Regions from separate parts of the Danio rerio genome. Here regions 2 and 3 are each linked to region 1. Evidence: chromatin contacts called from public Hi-C and HiCAR-type data. All regions are on one chromosome and are shown on one strand. Each heading gives the region's core, a stretch centred on a gene start, on an enhancer-like site or on the middle of the called end of the contact. The rest is flanking DNA. Distances are from core to core; before and after follow the strand shown. Region 1 holds the start of ctps1a (CTP synthase 1a). Region 2 holds the start of ppp1r8a (protein phosphatase 1, regulatory subunit 8a). Region 3 holds the start of foxo6b (forkhead box O6 b).

The links. A called contact is a pair of places that touch in the nucleus more often than the background predicts. HiCAR-type assays count read pairs that join an accessible place to other places.
Region 2: a Hi-C map of embryo shows a contact between it and region 1, with 2.1 times the contacts expected there. The contact joins the promoter of ppp1r8a here to the promoter of ctps1a in region 1. A contact is called at or near these places in 7 of 18 Hi-C or Micro-C datasets (caudal fin, embryo, hematopoietic stem cells and 1 more) and 1 of 4 datasets of contacts at active chromatin or transcription factors (caudal fin).
Region 3: a contact with region 1 is called in a HiCAR-type map of caudal fin, with 5 times the contacts expected there. The contact joins the promoter of foxo6b here to the promoter of ctps1a in region 1. A contact is called at or near these places in 2 of 4 datasets of contacts at active chromatin or transcription factors (caudal fin and embryo).

What each region holds. Positions count from the first base shown.
Region 1 is chr19:17,173,781-17,176,872 of GRCz12tu, reverse strand. It overlaps ctps1a (CTP synthase 1a), which reads right to left and starts at 1,500. Exons shown (of 19, transcript NM_199211.2): 1 at 1,313-1,500.
Region 2 is chr19:16,678,977-16,682,068 of GRCz12tu, reverse strand. It overlaps ppp1r8a (protein phosphatase 1, regulatory subunit 8a), which reads right to left and starts at 1,650. Exons shown (of 7, transcript NM_001100952.1): 1 at 1,601-1,650; 2 at 1,229-1,289. The coding sequence starts at 1,650. The region is part of intron 2 of ftr55 (finTRIM family, member 55); the gene reads left to right.
Region 3 is chr19:16,728,111-16,731,202 of GRCz12tu, reverse strand. foxo6b (forkhead box O6 b) reads right to left here and starts at 1,518. Exons shown (of 2, transcript NM_001135132.2): 1 at 833-1,518. The coding sequence starts at 1,291. All of the region lies in intron 2 of ftr55 (finTRIM family, member 55), which reads left to right.

The DNA.
Region 1 (3,092 bases), core at 251-2,750:
ATGCTTGTTGTGAGAGGGTTTTCCAATGCAGCGTCTATGAACAGAACAGTAAATTTGATGTTTTTTTTTATTATATTTTATTATAAATTATAAATACCTCACATTTTTTGCTCTTTTCTGAAAGGCATAACAACACCATCATGAGCTTTTCTTCCTTTATTTTAGCAAATAGGATTGTAAAAAAAATGTTTGTTGTACTTTTCAATTCACTGCACTCTAAGTTTTACCCAACTATAACGACTTCTGCTGCTGAGAAACTCAAAAATGTGAAAACCTAAAGGGTCTATTGGTTTCAGCAAACAGACAGAAACAGACAGACAGATGAACATCGACTGGTAAAGGTTGGTTCAGTTTCTTGTGTAAGACCACAAAGCATAACTAAGAGACATAGGTATTACTTGATTACATTGGTACCTATTTTTTTTAATCCTTCTTATTGTTCTAACGATTTATAAAAAAGTCAACTGGGGTTGATTGCCTAAATTAACAGAAAACCTCAATCTTTGGAGGGTGTAGCACTGATTTATTTGGTTTCTTCTTAAAAGCAATTTTGACAATCTTTTAACTAAAATCTATAACCAAGTCCAATTGTACATGGCCAAACTCCATCTAATAAGCAAACACTTTAAAGTAACTGATGAAACAGCAATATCTGAAGAAACAAGCAGATCTGAGAAATCATTCAACTAGACTTCTTTGTTCAGCAATAACAGTGACAAGACTAAGTTACGTTTTAGGTTTTATTAAGCATCAAACATCGTAGAGTCAGAGATGAATAGTTCATTCCAGATACACAAATCTTACAGAGTTTCTTAGCATGGAACATTGCAAAACACATTTACAGTCAACTGATGAGGTTGTAGACAATGAGAAAATGTGGATCCCTGACAAAATCTAACGTCGATAAGTTTAAATTGTTTAAGCTGAATTGTTTCTTTCATTTTTTTTTGTTATGGATTTATTATTTATTTTATTATTTATTGGCAGCTTTTACACCAATCTAACACAAAAACTCATTCATCTTAAAACATGTGGTAGTAACTAAATACTATTGTAAATAAAGTTGAAATGCATCACTGCTAGGCTATATACGAGTAATGTGTTCATATAACGTTAACGTTATAATTCATGCTATCGAACTTGTACCATGTGATAACAAAAGAACGGGAGTTTGTTAAACATTTAAGAGTTATAAGGGCTACAACTCTTTTTACATTTAATTACACAGTCTGTATACAAGTGCTGTGTTGTCTCTGTAGGTATGCGCTACGAACACGATTTCAACAACAACGCTAAGAAACGAGCTACTTACCTTACGCTTTGAAGATATGTTTTTGGATGTTTACTGAAATATATTTGACTGGCTTGAAGCGACAGGTATACGCCGATGTCCACAACACAAGAACTGTGGGTGTAAAGTTACAATAAACGTGTTCGCGCTTCTCTTGCTTGCTGTTCCACAACACGTGCCGCTAGACCCGGTGTAGCGGAACAAATACGGCAAGCCGGATGCGCGTTTTGAAAATAGAAAACGACATTTCGTTGGGCTACTGTTCTTGCGTACGGAAGTCTAGCTAGGCCATGCATTAAAATATTACACAATGAATAGCAGACATACTAAAATGGTATAACCAAACAATTACTTGGAGATAAGCATATTAAGTTTAGATGCAAAAATCTATAAATGCCGTTTGATATTTTATTCTAAAAGTTGCATTTTTTTCTCACTTATTGATCACTTTTCTGTTTAGTGATTTATAAGTTCTTATCAATCACTGCCTTTAAAATAAAATAACTGACGAGCAGATTTAGTGATTTGGGGGCCCTAAGCAATTCTAGCCATGGCCCAAAAGTTTGTACTTTAATTGAGTATTAATTGATTTATTTTGCTGTATTTTTTCTTACATCACTCAATCTCCTTTTCTATATTTTTTCTTGATGCAAAACAAGAAAAAATACATATAAAGCATCTTGTAAAACGTTTTACATTATTTGTTTCTCAAAATGAATTTGCAACTAAAATAATATATAACTTTTTAATAGTTTAATTACATTTTTGGGCAATTCTTTAACTATGGGCACTTTTAACCTTGTGAAGTTGAGTAAAAAAAGCATAGCCTCATAAGTTTTTACAATTTGTCTAGTTTTAAGATCTGTAAGAGGACAAACTTATAAGAAGAGAAATTGTTCATATTTAACTTTTTTTTTTCCCATTGTGAAGATATGTCATTTCCTCCACATCTCAATATACAGCTTATTTCAAATTGAAATAAATTATGGCAGTCAAACATTGTCCAAGATCATTTTTTTAAAAAATCTAGTTTAACCAATCTTGCCACAATGTATACAATAATTCTAAATTTGTTAATGAAATAAATTAGTCCGTTAGGACCAAATGCCGAATTGTTCACCTGTCACACTCTAAATTTTTAATTTGGTTAAGAGCTTTTTTAGAAAATAAATAAACTGAATTTGTATATTAAATAGAGCATGAACTCAAACATTGTAAATATGCTTTTAATGTGTGATCAGAACTTTTTAATTAATTAAAAAAAAATTTTTAAATGTGTGTCGTAATGGAAATTACAGGGTGGTGGTGGAAATGACAATGAATCAATGTTAATGTAGAGAAACAGTGGATATTTATTAGAAAATTATTGAACTCTTAAGCTCACTCTTATTAAACTCAATTATACAACAAAATGACTAAGCATGACCACACATGTTTTTGCATGTGTAAGGCTGAGATTGATCTAAAAAAACTGATTTGTCTAACAGATGAACAGCAGCAGAACATTCTGTGAATAACCTATTATTATTACAATATATAAATATATAAAATAAAAGTACACATCTACAGGAGTTGGACATTAAAACTGAACGGCCTGGTTTTAAAGCACAATAGTTAATTAATGAAGCAGCACGGTGGCTCATTCATTGGTTAACATTGTTGGCTCACAACAAGAAGCCCGCTGGTTCGACCCTCTGCTGGGTCAGTTTGTGTCTCTGTTTGGAGTTTGCATGTTCTCCCCGTGTTGGCGTGGGTTTCCTCTGGGTGCTTCGGTTTCCCCCACAGTCCAAACACAGGCGCT
Region 2 (3,092 bases), core at 401-2,900, 490 kb after region 1:
AAAAATATACAATTCAGTGATCACGGTCGCCTTGAGTTCGCCATTAAACATGTATTGCATGCATTTTATGTTAAATTTAATGCAAATGTGACAAGACTGACAGAAACATTGGGACAGTTGTAAATTTATTTGTATTATATATTTGCAGTATTTATTTGTAGAATTTATTTATAATTTTATGTTTTTAATCAATTAATGTGAATGATAACTTAAACATGCTATTTCTGAAGTATTTTTTTCTAAACAACAGTTTAAGCATAACAAAACTATTAAAGCTGTAGGTTAAATTGAGCTGAGGACAAGGACAATGACAGGGTTTGTATATTTGTAGGGTGCTTTTAATAGGAAAAAAAAAACTGAGAACAAAATGAATCACCTACTTCTCGCAGAAATCAACCATTAGTCCATTTTAGAAATTCTTGGGATAAATTTTTTTTTTATCCACTCTATTTATGGTTTTTTATTTCAGGGACTGATAATGTACGTTTCTGGATAGAGGTAAAGTCAGTTTTATATTCACACATTCGTTCATTGAGCAGTCTGTTTATTGTTTACCATGTTACTTTGAACATTTGCTCGGAATTATGCAAGTATGACTTTCTAAACAACAGTAACACTATACAATTCACTGTAAGCAATGTTGTACTTTGATAGTCATTGGCTGCTAATATGATTTCCCTATTTAGAATTTGCAAAAAATACTTTTCTGAAAATATATTATAAAGGAGAATGTCTGAATATTGAATATAAAACCAACTTTACCCCTATCATTTCTGGTAGTATTTCCCATCTACAAGTTTTCAGACATGAGAAACCATCAGGGTAAAGTTGGTTTTATATTCACGTATTAGGACTTTCTCCTTGATAAAAAAATTTCTGAAAAGTATTATTCGCAAATTCTAAATAGGGATATATTAGCAGCCAGTGACTATCAAAGTACAACATCCACAATCTATTAAATAGTGCTAATGTTGTTTTGAAGTCATGCATGTGATTTCAGACCGAATATTCAAAGTACCATGGTAAACAATATAAGGAGAGTCTCACTGAATGAATGTGCGAATATAAACCAACTTTACCATTGAGATATATCTTATAATGACTTTGCACATTGAACGCTAATTGGAATTTTTCCCCATGACGTTTTAATATATTTTTAAACTATTATATAAGGGTAAACAACAACATTCATCACTGTTTATTTAACAGTAATGTTAATTCGTCTTACCTCTATTAATTTGTCTCCTTTAACCACATCCAAATGAAGTCCAGGTGGAGGTTTTCCTGCCCTGAGATTAAATGTTATTAAATTAAATTATTCAACATTAAATACTAAAATGTGCAACGCAACACGAAATAGCGGATCCATATACATGGCACAAATTAGCCACATAAAAACAGAATAAAAGTCCATTCATTAACGCAATTATGCATATTCGATATTTTACTGTGTGTTGAGTTTCTGTCTGCGACTCTTGTTTACAGGGGTAAATTGCATTGTTTGTATTTATGCATTAATGACCTACTAGGTAGCTCCACACACATGCATGCAGGACTTCACTTTGAGTGCAAAAATGAAGTAATTGGTTTCTTATCTCACCATGACGGGCAGTCAAAGCCTGTTGTGTTTGTGCTTGCAATAGCCGCCATTTTGCACAACCGCGGTGAACGCTGGGTAATTACGGGGTGTTATTGAGAATTGTGGGATTTGAAGTTTGTTTGTCAAATCATGGGTTGGCTTGCTAAAGGTATCACTGTACATTCTATCTACACACGGTTAAATAAATGAAATTCTTTAGTATAATGTTCATATTGTTTTCATTCCAACTGGAATCTTATCATAAAGCTAGTTTTTTCTTTTCAATTTGCCTAGTGTAGCTATGTGCCTTCATGCAGGCCCATGACAAAGACAAACGTTTAAACCATGCATTGTATCAATACAATTTTATAATTTTTTGATAAATAAATACAGTAGGCTACAATTTTTTTTTTTTTTGCTGAAAACTTGCACAGCATTTCAAATGATAGACGAAAACTACACATTGTATCAACCTAATTTTATAATTTTATATATTGCCTGTCATGTTTTAATGTGAGAGAAATAAAACAATACAGATAAAAACACAAAGAAAAAATGATATCTGCAAAAATTTCTTGTACAAAACTATTTAAATTTGTTGAATTTAAACAATTAAACAATTTAAATTTTGTAATTCATTTATTTATTCATTTTCTTTTCTGTTTAGTCTGATTACTAATCTAGGGTCGCCACAGCGGAATGAACCGTTAACTTATCCAGCATAATTTTTATGCAGCGTATGCCCTTCACTGAAAAAAGTGTTGCATGCAGAACTGTTGCAAACAATTTATTTGTGTTGAATTTAAACAAACAAATTAAGTTTAACAATGTTCAACTTAATTTGTTTGTTTAAATTCAACACAAATAAAATGTTTACAACCACTTAACGTAAAAAAATTGAGTAAATCCAAGGAATCATCTCTGAATAATTTTTTTCAGTGTTCTAGCTGCAACCCATGATTAAGAAACATCCACACACACAACAGACAATTTAGCTTACCCAATTCACCTGTACTGCATGTCTTTGGACTTGTGGGGCAAACCGGAGCACCCGGAGGAAGTGAAACCAGGGAGAACATGCAAACTCCACACAGAAATGCCAACTGACCCAGCCGAGGCTCCAATCAGCAACCTTCTTGCTGTCAAGCGACAGCACTACTGACTGTGCCACGGTCCACACCACCTAAATTTAGTAATGTTCAACTATTACAATATTTTATTTTTAATTATATTTTTATTTTATATCAGTAGATATACACATCGACTTACCTGCAGCCAGTCTTGTAGAAAGGTTTGCGCGGTGCTGATACCTTGTTTTAGTCTTCACTGGATGCAACGTATTTCACTTTCCATTTTTTAAATCAGTTTTTATATATATATATATATATATCAAGGGATTTAGATCTCAACTGGGTCTTTTTAAATAAGGGCAAATACAGGCCTACTGTAAAGAAATTAGCAGTCAAATTAGCAGTTTTCTGTATTTTGTTATTCATGTTTTCTATGCTTTGAA
Region 3 (3,092 bases), core at 269-2,768, 450 kb after region 1:
TTAGATGTTGGAGCTGAGGGGAAGAGAGCGAGAGAGACAGACAGACTGAGGTCCCTTGGGTTCTGCATGAAGCATGTGTAGCGAGAGCATGTGCATACAGTTCAGAATATCAAATCTGATCTAATTAAAACCTTTGAACCATATGACACACAAAAATGAACAGCTGAAACATCCAGCGTGGTTTATTCGTTTGCCAACCAACGTGGTGCAATTATGCGGTCGCATTTGCTTCACTAAATAACCCTTTTCGATTATGTAATGTTTTAATTACAATTTTACACCGCCTATTTTATTTCCCATAGTCTTTTGGATGGATGTCAGGTCTGAAGAGGAGACAGCAGAGCGAGGGAGGGAGGGACGGACGGAGGAAGAGAGTTGAGGAGGAGGAGAAGGAGGAGGGTGCGTGCTGGAGATCTCGGAACGGAACAGACAGACAGGCGCGCGCGCGTGCGTGCGTGCGTGCGTGGCCGACGCGCGGGGAAGCTGACCGGACCCATGCGTGTCCCCCAGGTGACCTGCGTCTACGAGCACGGCCCGCGCGCTCCGGCTCATCTCATTGACGGCGTCACAATCAAGCTCAATGCGTTATAAACGCAACTGTATAGACGCCAATATTGCATGTTTAAAATATTACAAGAGCAATGAACTCATTGAACCCGAGCGCGTCTGTTCACCTCCCCGTACTATAGTTACTCGACGCTCTGAAAACGTTTCAAACCCATGAGGTATCCCCTTCAGCACAACGTGTCAAACACTAATATGTATCTGGCAGCCTTTTGTACGATTCAAGACACGCACAGAACATGCATATACAATCAGGTGGTAACTGTACCTTCCAGCCGGCTGAGCTATTGCTGTCTCCTTTATCCTTGAAATATGGCACAAATCGCACCATCCAGTCATAGATTTGCGATAAGGTGAGCCTTTTCTCTGGGGTGCTCTCAATGGCACGCGTGATCAGATCCGCGTAGGACTGGTTGCCCCACGCGTTCCGTCGCGACGACTTGGATTTGCGCAGCTGGCCGGCCACATCCAGCGCGGCGCCGGACATGCACGCTGGGGCTGCCGCTATAGGGGCAGGGGCGCCGGCTGGATGCTTGAACTCCGTCGGCGCCCCACCGCTCCGGCACGCCGGCACGTTGCGCGGCTCCACTTTCACAGGCAGCGCACGGCTCTCCTCCTCCGGACACGGCAGCGGCCAGGTGCACGACCTCGGTCGGCAGTGCGGCTCATAGTCGGCGTCCAGTTCAACCTGATGCGCGTCTATCCCGCTGCTCTCCATCATTAACATGCTGCTTTTGCGCGTCAAAAGGCAAGGTCAAGGGGGGAAAACAACAACAATGCGCCCTTAAATCCACTGATGATGGACTGTGTGTGATCTCTCAGTCTGTAGTCTTTTTACACCAAATGAGTAAAAGCAAAAGCACCGGGAGCCGTGAATAGACTGCTCATTCTTGTGTCTCTTGTCGCCTGTAATGTACTAAACACGCAAAAGCATCCAATGCATCACGATGTGCAACAGTCTGTCTTCCATATTACTGAACAATTCAGTCACACGCAAGCGGGTGTCCATAGGGCTGAGGTGCTGAAATCACACACCCATCACTGAAGCGTCTCGTGCATGCAAAGTCCCTTTAATCGCGCGCTCGCACCAACTGTTGATTGCTTTGACAGACGGTCTGACAGACACGCTGGGCAAAGCTTGTAAATCTATCTCATCAAGAAGGGCGAAATCAATTGACTTCCTCTGGAGTCTGGCCACAGTTTCCGTTTGTCTGGAGCTCTCCCGTCCCTTTTTTCTCTGCAGATTTGAAAGCGGTCTCTCACGCGAGCGCAGTCACTATTGCAATTGCTGATAGTAGACGCGGCGCGGGTGCCCTAAAAATAGGGTCGCGTGAATGGAGCGGCACAATTCTGCCGTTGAGCAATATTTTTCAAGGTTTTATTATAGTTGTTGTTATTATTATTTGCCTTAGATAAAATATTCAGACGAACATTCCTTCCACATCGGTTCACGCCTGTTTGCGGATGACTAGACGGGGCTGTAGCGGCGGATAAATGCTGCTATCAGATAATTGGACGGCGCTTGAATCAAGTCACTCCCTCCAGAACAGGTTTATCCGGGGGACGCGCATCTTCTACCACAAAACATTCATGCCTCTTTAGAAAGATTTACATGTGAAGGATTTGCGTCCAATCTTGAGGCAATTTGATCTTTAAAGTGAAGCAGCAATTATAAATTGCACTTGTAGACATATAATACTATTGTAGACTTTTATAACTCTGAGATGTTCATTTAAATTAATACAATTCGATAGAAAAACAAGTAAAAGTCACAAAATGTTCTAAATGGTAAAAACATCTTTAACTTGAATAACATCTATTTAATAGCCTATATTGTCTGTTTAGCTACAAACAATTAAATAAGCAATAGTCCAACAAATAACTAGGCTTTATGAATAGTTATGAATAAAGGTATGCATACTAATGAACTTAATATATTATATACATATCCAATACAATGTGATAAATACAATTGACATTTATCAATTGTGATATTGAAGTGAGTAAAAGTGATGGGATGGAGTGACGAGAGATATGTGCTCATCCCTTAGTTACAAAGAAAATTTATATATATATATATATATATATATATATATATATATATATATATATATATATATATATATATATATATATTTTTTTTTTTTTTTTTTTTTTTCGGCTTAGTCCCTTTATTAATCCGGGATACTTATCCAGCATGTTTCATGCCCTTCCAGCTGCAACCCATCACTGGGAAACATCCATACATACCCATATATATATATATATATATATATATATATATATATATATATATATATATATATATATATATATATACACACACACACACACACACAGTACGTTTTCTTAATTGTTATGTTTAATAGTTTAATTTTACTTTAAAGGAAACTATTAACCATAAAAGATAAATTAATGAATCTACAAAAAAAGTGTCCTTGTTTCCAAGCAGCCAATATCATATATGTATTTATTATTTACTTCTTTTCAGTGTTCATATTTGGAAATGCAACCTGTTGCGTTGACAG